Linked DNA regions of Macaca mulatta: region 2 is linked to region 1. The links are chromatin contacts, called in public Hi-C maps. All regions are on one chromosome and are shown on one strand. The core of a region is the stretch at or near the end of the contact, and the rest is flanking DNA. Distances in the headings are between cores, read along the strand shown. Region 1 holds the start of MYORG (myogenesis regulating glycosidase). Region 2 holds the start of KIF24 (kinesin family member 24).

The links. Hi-C and Micro-C count contacts between places; a contact is called where the count stands out from the background.
Region 2: a contact with region 1 is called in a Hi-C map of fetal cortex germinal zone, with 4 times the contacts expected there. The contact joins the promoter of KIF24 here to the promoter of MYORG in region 1. A contact is called at or near these places in 7 of 14 Hi-C or Micro-C datasets (CD4 T cells, blood, cortical neurons and 4 more).

Annotation. Positions count from the first base shown.
Region 1 is chr15:65,314,549-65,319,947 of T2T-MMU8v2.0, reverse strand. It overlaps MYORG (myogenesis regulating glycosidase), which reads right to left and starts at 3,226. Exons shown (of 2, transcript NM_001194089.3): 1 at 3,051-3,226. SPMIP6 (sperm microtubule inner protein 6) reads right to left here. Exons shown (of 7, transcript NM_001194086.2): 7 at 5,280-5,399. It overlaps LOC144334657 (a long non-coding RNA gene), which reads left to right. Exons shown (of 3, transcript XR_013404768.1): 3 at 1-997.
Region 2 is chr15:65,353,843-65,358,840 of T2T-MMU8v2.0, reverse strand. It overlaps KIF24 (kinesin family member 24), which reads right to left and starts at 3,585. Exons shown (of 13, transcript XM_077965807.1): 1 at 3,382-3,585. It also overlaps a transcript of NUDT2 not described here.

The DNA.
Region 1 (5,399 bases), core at 1,977-4,476:
GTTCCCCTGGAGACTTAACAGGATGGTAGGCTAGCTTCCCTGTCCCCAGAGCGGGGAGAGGAGGAAGGAAGGGAGAACAGCTCAGGAATGTGTTTTTATCCTGAGTCAAAAGCCTGATGAAATCTGGAGATTAAAGAAGACACCCAAAGCCAGACTTAGTCCCAGGGCCTGGTTTGGAGGGAGGTAGAGTTGGGTTCAGACATTAGGGCCTGGGGCAGGAGCCTGGCATGGGGGCCAGTTGTTTCTCACATCTGCTTCTCTTTGCCCTCAAACTCACCCTGCTGTCAGCCATCCATCACCAAATCCATTTCCCTGCCTGCCTTCCTGCTCTGCTCCTGGCACCACATCTGTGGGCCAGCTACTTCCTAGCTCTGTTTCACCCACTGTCCTGTTTCTGTCATAGTTTGGGCGCTGTCACTTTTCCCCTGTATTACTGAACGCTTCCCCCAACAGGCCTCTCTGCCTCTTTCTCACCAGTGCCTTCTGATCACAGCAACCATAGTGATCTTTCTACAGCACTTGTCAAACTATGTCTATCCCTAGCTTCAAGAGCTGCTCATTACTTCCATGATGAAATTTAAAAGTGCTTTGCATTGGAGGCATGATGTGTTCTCAGCTACTGTTCTGATTCCATTTCCAGCCAGTCCTATCTTGTGATTACCAAGCTCATTCCTTCCCCAGCCTAAATCCTTTAGGCCACCTGCTTCAGGAGATTTCACCCACCTAGCTTCGGCCAATGCACCTCCTCCACCTACCTGCTTTCCAGGGATCGGACACCCACCACTACCACTAACACACATAAACTCTGACATACTATATGCTAAACATCCAGATATGAGGCCATGCATGGTCCTCGTGCCTGTAATCCTAGCACTTTGGGAGGCCAAGGAGGGTGGATCGCTTGAGCTCAGGAGTTTGAGACCAGCCTGAGCAACATGGTGAAACCCTGTCTCTACCAAAAATAAAAAAAATAAAAATAGCCGGGCATGGTGTTGCGCACCTGTAGTTCCAGCTACTTGGGGGGCTGAGGTGGGAGGATCACTTGAGCCCAGGAGGTCGAGGCTGCAGTAAGCCGAGATTGTGCCACTGCACTCCAGCCTGGGTGACAAAACAAAACAAAACAAAACAAAAAACAAACAACAACAACAACAACAAAAACAGATATGACTGCAGGGAAACACAGGCTCAGGGGAAGAATTGTGTCCTACTCTGCCACTCAAGGCCACTGACCGTTCCTGTCTCAGGCTTCAGAGCAGAGTCCAACAAAGAAATAGCACCACCCAGGTGCACATACTTGCATACACACAGCCAGACAGTTGGTTGCCCAACTGCTCCAGCTCAGAGGAAGAGAAAGAGACTGGCAAATAATAATTAGCCTCCTCCCAGATGCCAGTGTCTGTCTCTAAGTCCCCAGGGACTTCCAAGGGGATGCCGGAACTACTCAGGTTTTTCACATCCCCCATGCAAGAATGTAAGGTGTAGAGCAGAATTTGATCCTACATGTCAATACACAGCTCCTCCCATAGGCACTCCCCACATGGTGCTAGCTCAGGGCCTCATTCTCAGTGCCCTCTGCCCCCAGCTGCCTAAGCTTGTCTGGAACAGACTCTTATTCCCTTTCTCTCAGTCTACAACGACTTAGCTTTCCTCCCCATTCCTGTATAGATACAGCTTAGAAAACCCCTCCTGGAAAATGCAGCCAGTGGCCTTTAGCTGATGCCCTCAAGCTGAGCAGAACCCAAAGAAGGCCTTAGGTGGTTCAGATCATACCTGTGAGTTTATATTCATTCATTCAAGATAACCAAAGCCCCATTCTGGGCACCAAGGAAATAAGGAGAGAGGGGGTCAGTATCTGAAGAGGAGAGAGACTTCCTCATCCTCAAAACTTTCATATGAAGTCAGCCTATCTCATGAGGCCTGGAGGCAGGAAGAGGCCACCAAGGTGGATTCAAAAGCCTTTCCAATAGTTAGGTTTTGAGAATCTTAATTTTCTGGAATCTGACGTTCTTTGATGAAAGACAGAAGCCCACAGGCCTGGGCACCCACCCACCCCAGGCACCATGATAGTGTCCCAAATGCCACCACAGCATCCAGTTCTATCAACAATGTGGAACAGCAGACATAGTACAGTGACCATTTTACAGATGAGGAAACGTGGCCCAAACAGAAAAAGGAACTTGTCTGAAGTTAGCCAGGTAGCAAGGCTGCCTGGATCTAAAATCCCAGCTCAGCTCCCCACAGTGTTAAGTTTTAGGAGATGGGAGATAATGATCTGACCTGGCTGCCTGAATGCAGTAGCAGAAAGGAGCCCTGGGGCTGAGCTGGTGGGACCGGCTTCCATCAGATGGGCATGGTGAGGCCTGTCTTTCCAAGGGCTGGTGCTGCTGCTTGCTCCATGCCGACCACGAGAGCCTCTTAGGGGCAGCAGAGAGGGCAATTTTAATGGCATCTGGTACCGGGACTTTGGGGGAGGAAGTCTGTGGTTCTGGTGTTAACAGTGGTGCCAGAGACCTCTAATCTGCTGCCTCCGCCATCTAGTCAACCCAAGGCTAGTGCTAGCAGGTGGAGTCTGCAGGGTGGGCCTCCCTGGGCTCTGCCCGCTGAGTCTTTCCCCACTGGACCCTCAACCTCAGTCTTGGCTGCCACGGCTAGTCTGGTCTAAGGGGGAGGGCCACGCCCGGCTCAGCTGAGGGGAATCCATTCCAAGTAGAATCGTTAGTTGAACTCAGTTCCCAGAGGGGGGATGGAAATATCAAAGGCAACTCGATCCGGCCCATCTCCCTCTCCTGCCCGGCGACGGGATCCGCGGGGATCGAGTGACTGCTTACACAGCCTGGAATACTGCACAGCCACCCGAGCAGCCCGCCCGAAGGCTATACTGTCCGAGGGGCCGACCGAGGTCAAGGGACCTGTCGCCTGGCGGGAATGCGGCCGTGAAATGGGCCCAGGTGTTCAGGCTCGCTCCACCCATTCATCGGTGGGAGCGAAAGTTCAGGAATCGTGCTCCTTCAGCAGCCCCCCGCCTCCCACAGCCCTCCCGCTGGGCTCACCCATTGCAGTTACAGCCCGGCAGAACCGGGGGTGAAGGAGCTTCCCGCCGATCCCCTGCGCTTGAACCAGAGTGAAGCTGCCACCGCGCCGCGCGGGGCTCTGCCTGGCAGGGTACAGCTGAGCCCCTCCTCGGGCCCCGCCCTGGGGCTCCTCGGCCACGCCCCAGTCATCCAGTCTCGCCTCGGGCCTCAGAGTCCAGCCCTGCCCTTGACGTTCGACCCCTCCTCCCAGGTTATCAGGCGGACCTGAGGCCCCGCCCCTCAGCCCCACCTTCCTGCCACTGCTCTGTGCTCTGCCCCTGGCATTTCGGGCTTGCTCAGTCCTGCGTCCCGAGTCTCCGACTCCCGCCGGCGGGCCCGCCCCTGCTGGGCCACTGCTTAACCGCAAGCGGGCTGGGCTCGACCCCAGGCCTGCTGGGACATGTAGTTCTGCAGAAAGGAGCAGCTGCGGAAGGTTGGGGTTCTTGCACCTCTAGGCTAGGTTTGAAATGAGAATGAGAGGGAGAGAGCTGCAGGGTAAAGGAGCAGGGCTCGCCATTGGAATTCCTTTTTTCCTGATTTGGGCAGGTGGAGGCCATATCGGTATAACGCTCTCACAAGCCCTCAGTTTTCCATGTGGAAAAGTGGTGGCGGAATTCCGCGATTATCTTAGCGCCCAATGCAGGGTGCTTCCAATCAAGGGCCCCACGGAGGGAGCTGTAGTTCCAACCTGCCGGGAGCCCAAGCTGTCGGTTCCCACCGGACCAAACCAGCGGTGTCCGAGGTCAGGGACTGAGAAGACCGGTTTCTGCTCGGCATTTTGCAATGTCACTCGCCTCCCCAACCGCCACCCCTAGACTAGTTATTTATAGGGTCCAGCCCCTCCTCCTAAGTTACAGCCTCTAGTTAGAAACGCCCAAGCTGCGGAAAAGTGGGCGTGCCCCGCCATGCCCTTCTCCCCGGGGGGCTGGGCAAGACTCTGAGGTTTTATTTCTTTTTTATTTTATTTTTATATTTATTTATTGTTGAGTGTCGTTCTTGTTGCCCAGGCTGGAGTGCAATGGCACGATCTCTGCTCGCTGTAACCTCTGCCTTCCGGGTTCAAGCAATTCTCCTGCCTCAGCCTCCCAAGTAACTGGAATTACAGGCACGTGCCACCACACCCAGCTAATTTTGCATTTTTAGTAAAGACGGGGTTTCACCATGTTGGTCAGGCTGGTCTCAAACTCCTGACCTCAGGTGATCTACCTGCCTCAGCCTCCCAAAGTGCTGGGATTACAAGCATGGGCCACCACGTCGGGTCATATTTTATTTTTTTGAGAGAGGGTCTCGCTCTGTCCCCCAGGCTGGAGTGCAGTGGCGCGAACATAGCTCGCTGCAGCCTCAGTGTCCTTGGTTCAAGCTATCCCCTCCTACCTCAGCCTCCTGAGTAACTGGGACCACATGTACGTGCCACCATACCCTGCTAATTTTTAAACTTTTTGTAGAGAAGGGGTCTCCTTATGTTGCCCCAGGCTGTTATCGAATTCCTGGGCTCAAGTGATCTTCCTGCCTCAGCCTCCCACAGTGCTGGGATTACAGGTGTGAGCCACTGGACCTAGCTGGTTTCATATCAATTGATGCAGAAAGGAAAATACTGAAGATCCCAGAGATTTTAGAATGGCCCCTCTCGCTCCCTGAGGGGCAGAGAAACAGGGCTTTGTTTTGCAACTTGAAATTTCGTGGTCATGAGACCCTTCAAAATTATGTTTTCACCAGTTGGACTTGGAATGGGGGACACACCTTTGCAGCAAGGGTGTCTGAGCACAGAGAGGCTTTTGGGAGGCTGTGATAGGGACTCCTGGAAGCAAAGATCAAGAGCTTTGGGTGTAGGGATACGGCTTTGACTGTGGAAGGAAGGATCCTGGGTCCTTTGATGAGTGGGAGGGCATCTAAGTTTGGGGGCATACTGAAGAAATGTTAGCTGGAGGGTCTTCGTGGGGTGGGAAGTAGATGGCTACTGCCTGCATTGCAGGGTGGACACATTCGTTTGGGCTCTGGGATGCAGGGGAGTAGGACAGCAGCTGGATATAGGGCTACTGTTCTGTGTCAGGAGGGCACTCAGGGACATACTGAGATGATGGGGTTGGAAGGGCTCAGGGAAGGGTGACTTTGAGAAAAATTGCATCTCAGTTGAAGGGGTTTGGTAGAGGCCCTAGTGACAGGCCCTTCACTTCCAGATTCTGCTGGGTAAGGACACAGGAGGCAGGCTTTGGGGGTGAAGAGTTTATTTATTGCTCTGTCCCCGTGGCCCAGCAAGCCCAGGCTCTACCAGCAACGATAGTCAGGATAGGTCTCAGACACAAACTCAGGATGGATAACATAGTTGTT
Region 2 (4,998 bases), core at 2,336-4,835, 39 kb before region 1:
AAATAAATATTCCTACACTATATTAAAACTCTATAAAAGCATTTGATATCATTTGTGGTAACAGGTGGTAGAAACTATTTATCAGGGTAATTTGATAACTTAGGAAAATTGTGACAAGAGATGGTGGTGCCCTGAGTCACTGCTCCTGGGCACCAAAATAATGCAAGTTTGTATTACTCAAATGAATTGATATGGACACAGATATGGTCACAGTTCCAAGAGGAACCTTTATCCAATCCTCAAGAAATATTTTTTGAGAGACTTGTATGAGCTGGGCCCTGTTTTATGCACCAGGAATATAAGTGAACAAAACAGACAAGTTCAGCCAGGCGCAGTGGCTCATGCCTGCCATCCCAACACTTTAGAGGCCGAGGCAGGATTGCTTGAGCCCAGGAGTTTGAGACGAGCCTGGGCAACATAGTGAGACCTCATCTCTACAAATAAACAAAATTAGCTGGGCATGGTGGTACGTGCCTATGGTCCCAGTTACTTGGGGGGCTGAGGTAGGAGGATTTCTTGGGCCTGGGAGTCTGAGACTGCAGTGAGCCATGATCACGCCACTGCAGCTCAGTGTGGACAACAGGGTGACAAAATAAGACCCTGTCTCCAAAAAAAATCCCAAAAAACAGATAAAGTCACTGCCCTCATGGCACTATTATTTTAATGGGAGGAGATAATTAATCATCAATAAGCGGTAGTTTTAGATGATGATAATCACTACAGAAGAATAAAGCCAGGTGCAAGGCTTACTTTACATTGGATGTTCAGAGAAGGCTTCATTCAGAAGGGAACATTTGAGGTGAAACCTAAAATAACTTGGAGTCACTTACGTAAAAATCAGGAAGAACAGGGTTCCACGTGAGCACATTAGCCCAAAGGTGGAAATGAGCATGGCATAATCAAGCCATCAAACATGGACAGGTTGGCTGGCATAGTAGGTGAGAAGGAGAATAGTATAAGAGGAAGGAAAGGTAGGGGCCAGATTATGTAAGGTGTACTGGGCCACATAAAAGTATCCAAATTTTACTTTTAAGTGAAGTAGAAAGTCATTAGAGGATTTTAAGTGGGGAAAGTATATGCTATGATACATGTCTTTAAAGTTCACTCTCCCAGTTCTGTGAGGAATGGATCACAGCAGGTGGGTAAAAGTGCAAAGAGGGAGATCATTTAGGAAGCTACTGCATTGAACTGACCAAAAAAATGCTGACTTGGAAAAAATGTTTCCTTTCATGAGGGTTAATCAGAATAATGTAAATTAACTGCTAAATTCAGTGTCTGGTATATAAACACTCAACAATATATTATACTATTATTATTAGTTTATACCTACAGAAAACTCTTCTTATTCAACACGATATGAACATCAAAACCCTTGAGACAGTAACTTGGGAGGTATACAATGACCACATACCCAAAGTTTAAGAAGTAGAACTCTATTATTTATTTAACAAAATGTGTTGAGGATCTACACTGTGCAAATTGTAAACTGGTTTGCTGAGCCATTATGGGGAAACTAGATTAACAGATCAGTCATCATAGAATACTAGATCTGGAAGGGATCTAGACGAGTTCAGCCCCTCACTTTACAAAGGACAAAAGAGCAGCCCAGAGAAAGAAACTGTGGTTCCCCCTAAACTAAAAAGTGATAGGATCATACCTTAGGTTGCCCCAAGGACACACTTTGAATAGCTAAAGATTTTCATTAACAATATAAAACCACAAGTTTTAAATAAATGCTATCTTAGCAGTACATTAATGTGCTATACTAAGAAAAATGTAATATGTATATAAAGCCCTGGATACAGTGCTTTGTACGGGGTAAACACTCAATAAATGGTTACTACCACTTTCAGCAGCTAAGAAAAAAGTCTGTTTGGTCTTTGGAAGGCTGAGAGCGAGTGGTCTACCTGACATCAACTACCTGACTTGATGATAGTAGAGCCACAGGAATTGTAATCTAATTCAATTCTTTGATTTTCCAGATGGAAAAAGTGAGGTCTAAAGGGGCTAAATTCAGGAGTTCAAGGCTGCGGTGAGCTATTATCATGCTAGTGCACTACAGCCTGGGTGACAGAGCAAGATCTTTTCTCTAAAAAATAAAGAAAAAGCCAAAATCATAATAATAAAGGAACTAAATGACTTGCAAAGCCACCCACAGTGAATTAGAGACAGAGACAGAGCCAAAGCCAACCCACATATAGTGGGTTTCCACTATATATCACAGATCTGCAGTTTAGCAATAAGGTAGTGTTTCAAACTTTTATAAATGGGTAACAAGAACATAGCTGCTGTACTGAACTTTTTCACTCCTTTTATTAAGGCCACCAGTGAGCTATGAATTTGACATAAGGAAGAATCACACCAACAATCAGACTGTCAATATATAATCCATGAGTTAACAACGAAACAGTCTTAGGAACGCAATTCTATCATGGACACCTGATGAATAGATGAGAGTTCACCTGAGCAGCTGTTATATGCACTTCAGTAGAGAGACTACAAAGCCTCTCTACTTGTAGAATACAAATACAAAGAAGATGCTTTAAAACATTTTCCAAAGCACACTTAAAATGTGACAATAGCTGCCGGTCACTAAGAAGCTAAACGGAGATAAACTCTCTCGGCATACAGCAACAGAATGGTTTATTTTAAGCAAAGACTAAAAGGAGTCTAATAAAATTATTGGGAGACCAAGGCTAAAAGCCACAAATGCAGGAAGAGTTGTAGCAACCAATCCAAAAAAGTTTAGCCTTTCACAAAGAGTAGAAAGGCCCGCTGCGGACTGTGGACTTTCAGGTCCTTTTGCATTTAAGATTAGGGTGGCCTTCCCCTAGCCTCGAAATAAAAAATTGTCTCTGAAGCGGAGAGACAACGAGGCAGGGCATGAAGAGGAATCCAATCTATTTCTTGTAAATTAAATTCAACTCAACAAATATTTCCTGAAAATCTACTGTATGCAAGACATTGTGAACGATGCTTGCCTTACCTTAAAGGCTTCAAAATTTTATGGGATAAGGGAAGAGAATGGGCTTCCCGGAAGTACACAACCCAAGGCCGAACAGAAGCGCCGTAAGAGAGGTGCCGCACGGTCAGGGTTATCGGTTCAAAAGCAAGAGGACATTGGGACTCAAGAGTTTAGTCTCCCAAAGTGAGAGAAGTGGCATTCAAGATAATTGCTGAAGAAAAGGCAGAGATATGGGGATGAAAGGTAGGAGAGTAGGCGAACTTTAGGAAGAACCAAGAGAGGCCAACTCCCGGTTCCTTCACAACTGCCAGTTTCCTCCCGCGCTCAGCGGACGTCACGCGCACCCCTGTCGGAGGGCAGGCGCCACGGTTCCGGACCAGACCTACCCCTCCTCTATTCTCCCCGCCCTTTCTCACCTCGGTCCAAACTCCTCGGTCTGCCCTGTCTGAGAAGAGGAGAAGACAGTGCCGTCGGGAGTGAGCCCCAAGGCCCGCAACTTAAGAGCCCTGTCAACCCGGGAGTCACCGGCGGCGGCCAGGTCGCATCTCCATGGCAACGCCACCAAGCGCCAGTTCGAACGCCCGCGCTGTGGCCCGCGCGTCGCCAGTCCCGCACCACCCACCAATGGGCATCCAAGGAATCGGTTGACGTTCGTTGACTTTTCCTCCAGAAGACCAATCAGAGGTCTGAAGAAACAGCGGGCGTAGTTCTCAATTTCCGACTTTCAGCCAATCGTTCGGCTTGAGGGAAGATCTCGCGACGTTCTCCGTGTGAGACAGGCACCCTTGAGGCGGGTCGAAGAGCCTTCTGCCAAATTCTATTGGTAGTCCCAAGCGTAACCAGGCTCTTCTGATTGGCCGGTGTACTTCCAATTTCCGTCCAAGATCCGCCTCCTGCCTCCCTCTGCTTCTGGTGAGTATGCTTAGGGTCCACTTGAATTTAGTTCTTAGTGGAGGAAATGAGCCTTGGAGCGATGGGAATCTGCCTCCGGTCTCTGCAGGGCCCGAGATGGATGTGCCCTCCTTCAAGTTGGCAGTGAGGTGTGGGCAGGCCAGGCCCCATCCGCTCTCAGGACCTCATTTTTCCTATCTGCACCGGGAGAAGGGAGGTTCCCTGACCCTGTGAGCCTTGGTTGCCCCCGTCCGAGTGGGGATGGGATGGGTCATCCAAATCCCAGAGGCGGGAGAGGTCCAGGTTTAGGGCCCAGAGGCCCTGGCGCCAAACCTGACCCTCCCTGGGCCTCAATTTCACTTTGTTGTTACCTGTTATACCCCGCCTGCTTTCCAAAAGAGATTTTATGTTTTCTAATTGCTTCAATTATTGAATGGGTAATATCGTGGCAGTTATAGCAGACGTAAAGAAAGTCGAACGAGAACCCCACCGCCTTAAAAAAAAAAAAAAAAAAAACTGAATGCCGCCGGGCGCGGTGGCTCACGCTTGTAATCCCAGCACTTTGGGAGGCCAAGGCGGGCGGATCACGAGCTCGGGAGATCGAGACCATCCTGGCTAACACGGTGAAACCCGGTCTCTACTAAAAAAAAAAAAATACAAAAATTAGCCGGGCCTCGTGGCGGGCTCCTATAATCCCAGCTACTCGGGAGGCTGAGGCAGGAGAATGGCATGAACCCGGGAGGCGGAGCTTGCAGTGAGCCGAGATTGCGCCACTGCATTCCAGCCTGGGCGACAGAGCGATACTCCGTCTCAAAAAAACAAAAAACAAACAAACAAACAAAAAAACAATGCAATCAAATTGTCAAATGTAAAACGCTATTATAAAGTCGAGGTTAAGATGAATGATGTTAGGAGTCAGGCAGACCTACATTTGAATCACTACCCAGACATCTCTGAGCCATAATTCCCTTTCTACTCCTCTGAAAAATGGCAGTAATGCCTCAGCGGGTTGTTGTGAAGATTAAGTGAAATAATGAAGGTAAAGCACTTGACACAACGCCTGGCAAGTAGTAACTTCTTAAAAAATGGTAGCTATTATCTTTATAATAAGAACAGGCAAATACACTGGTCAGTGGGTTGGT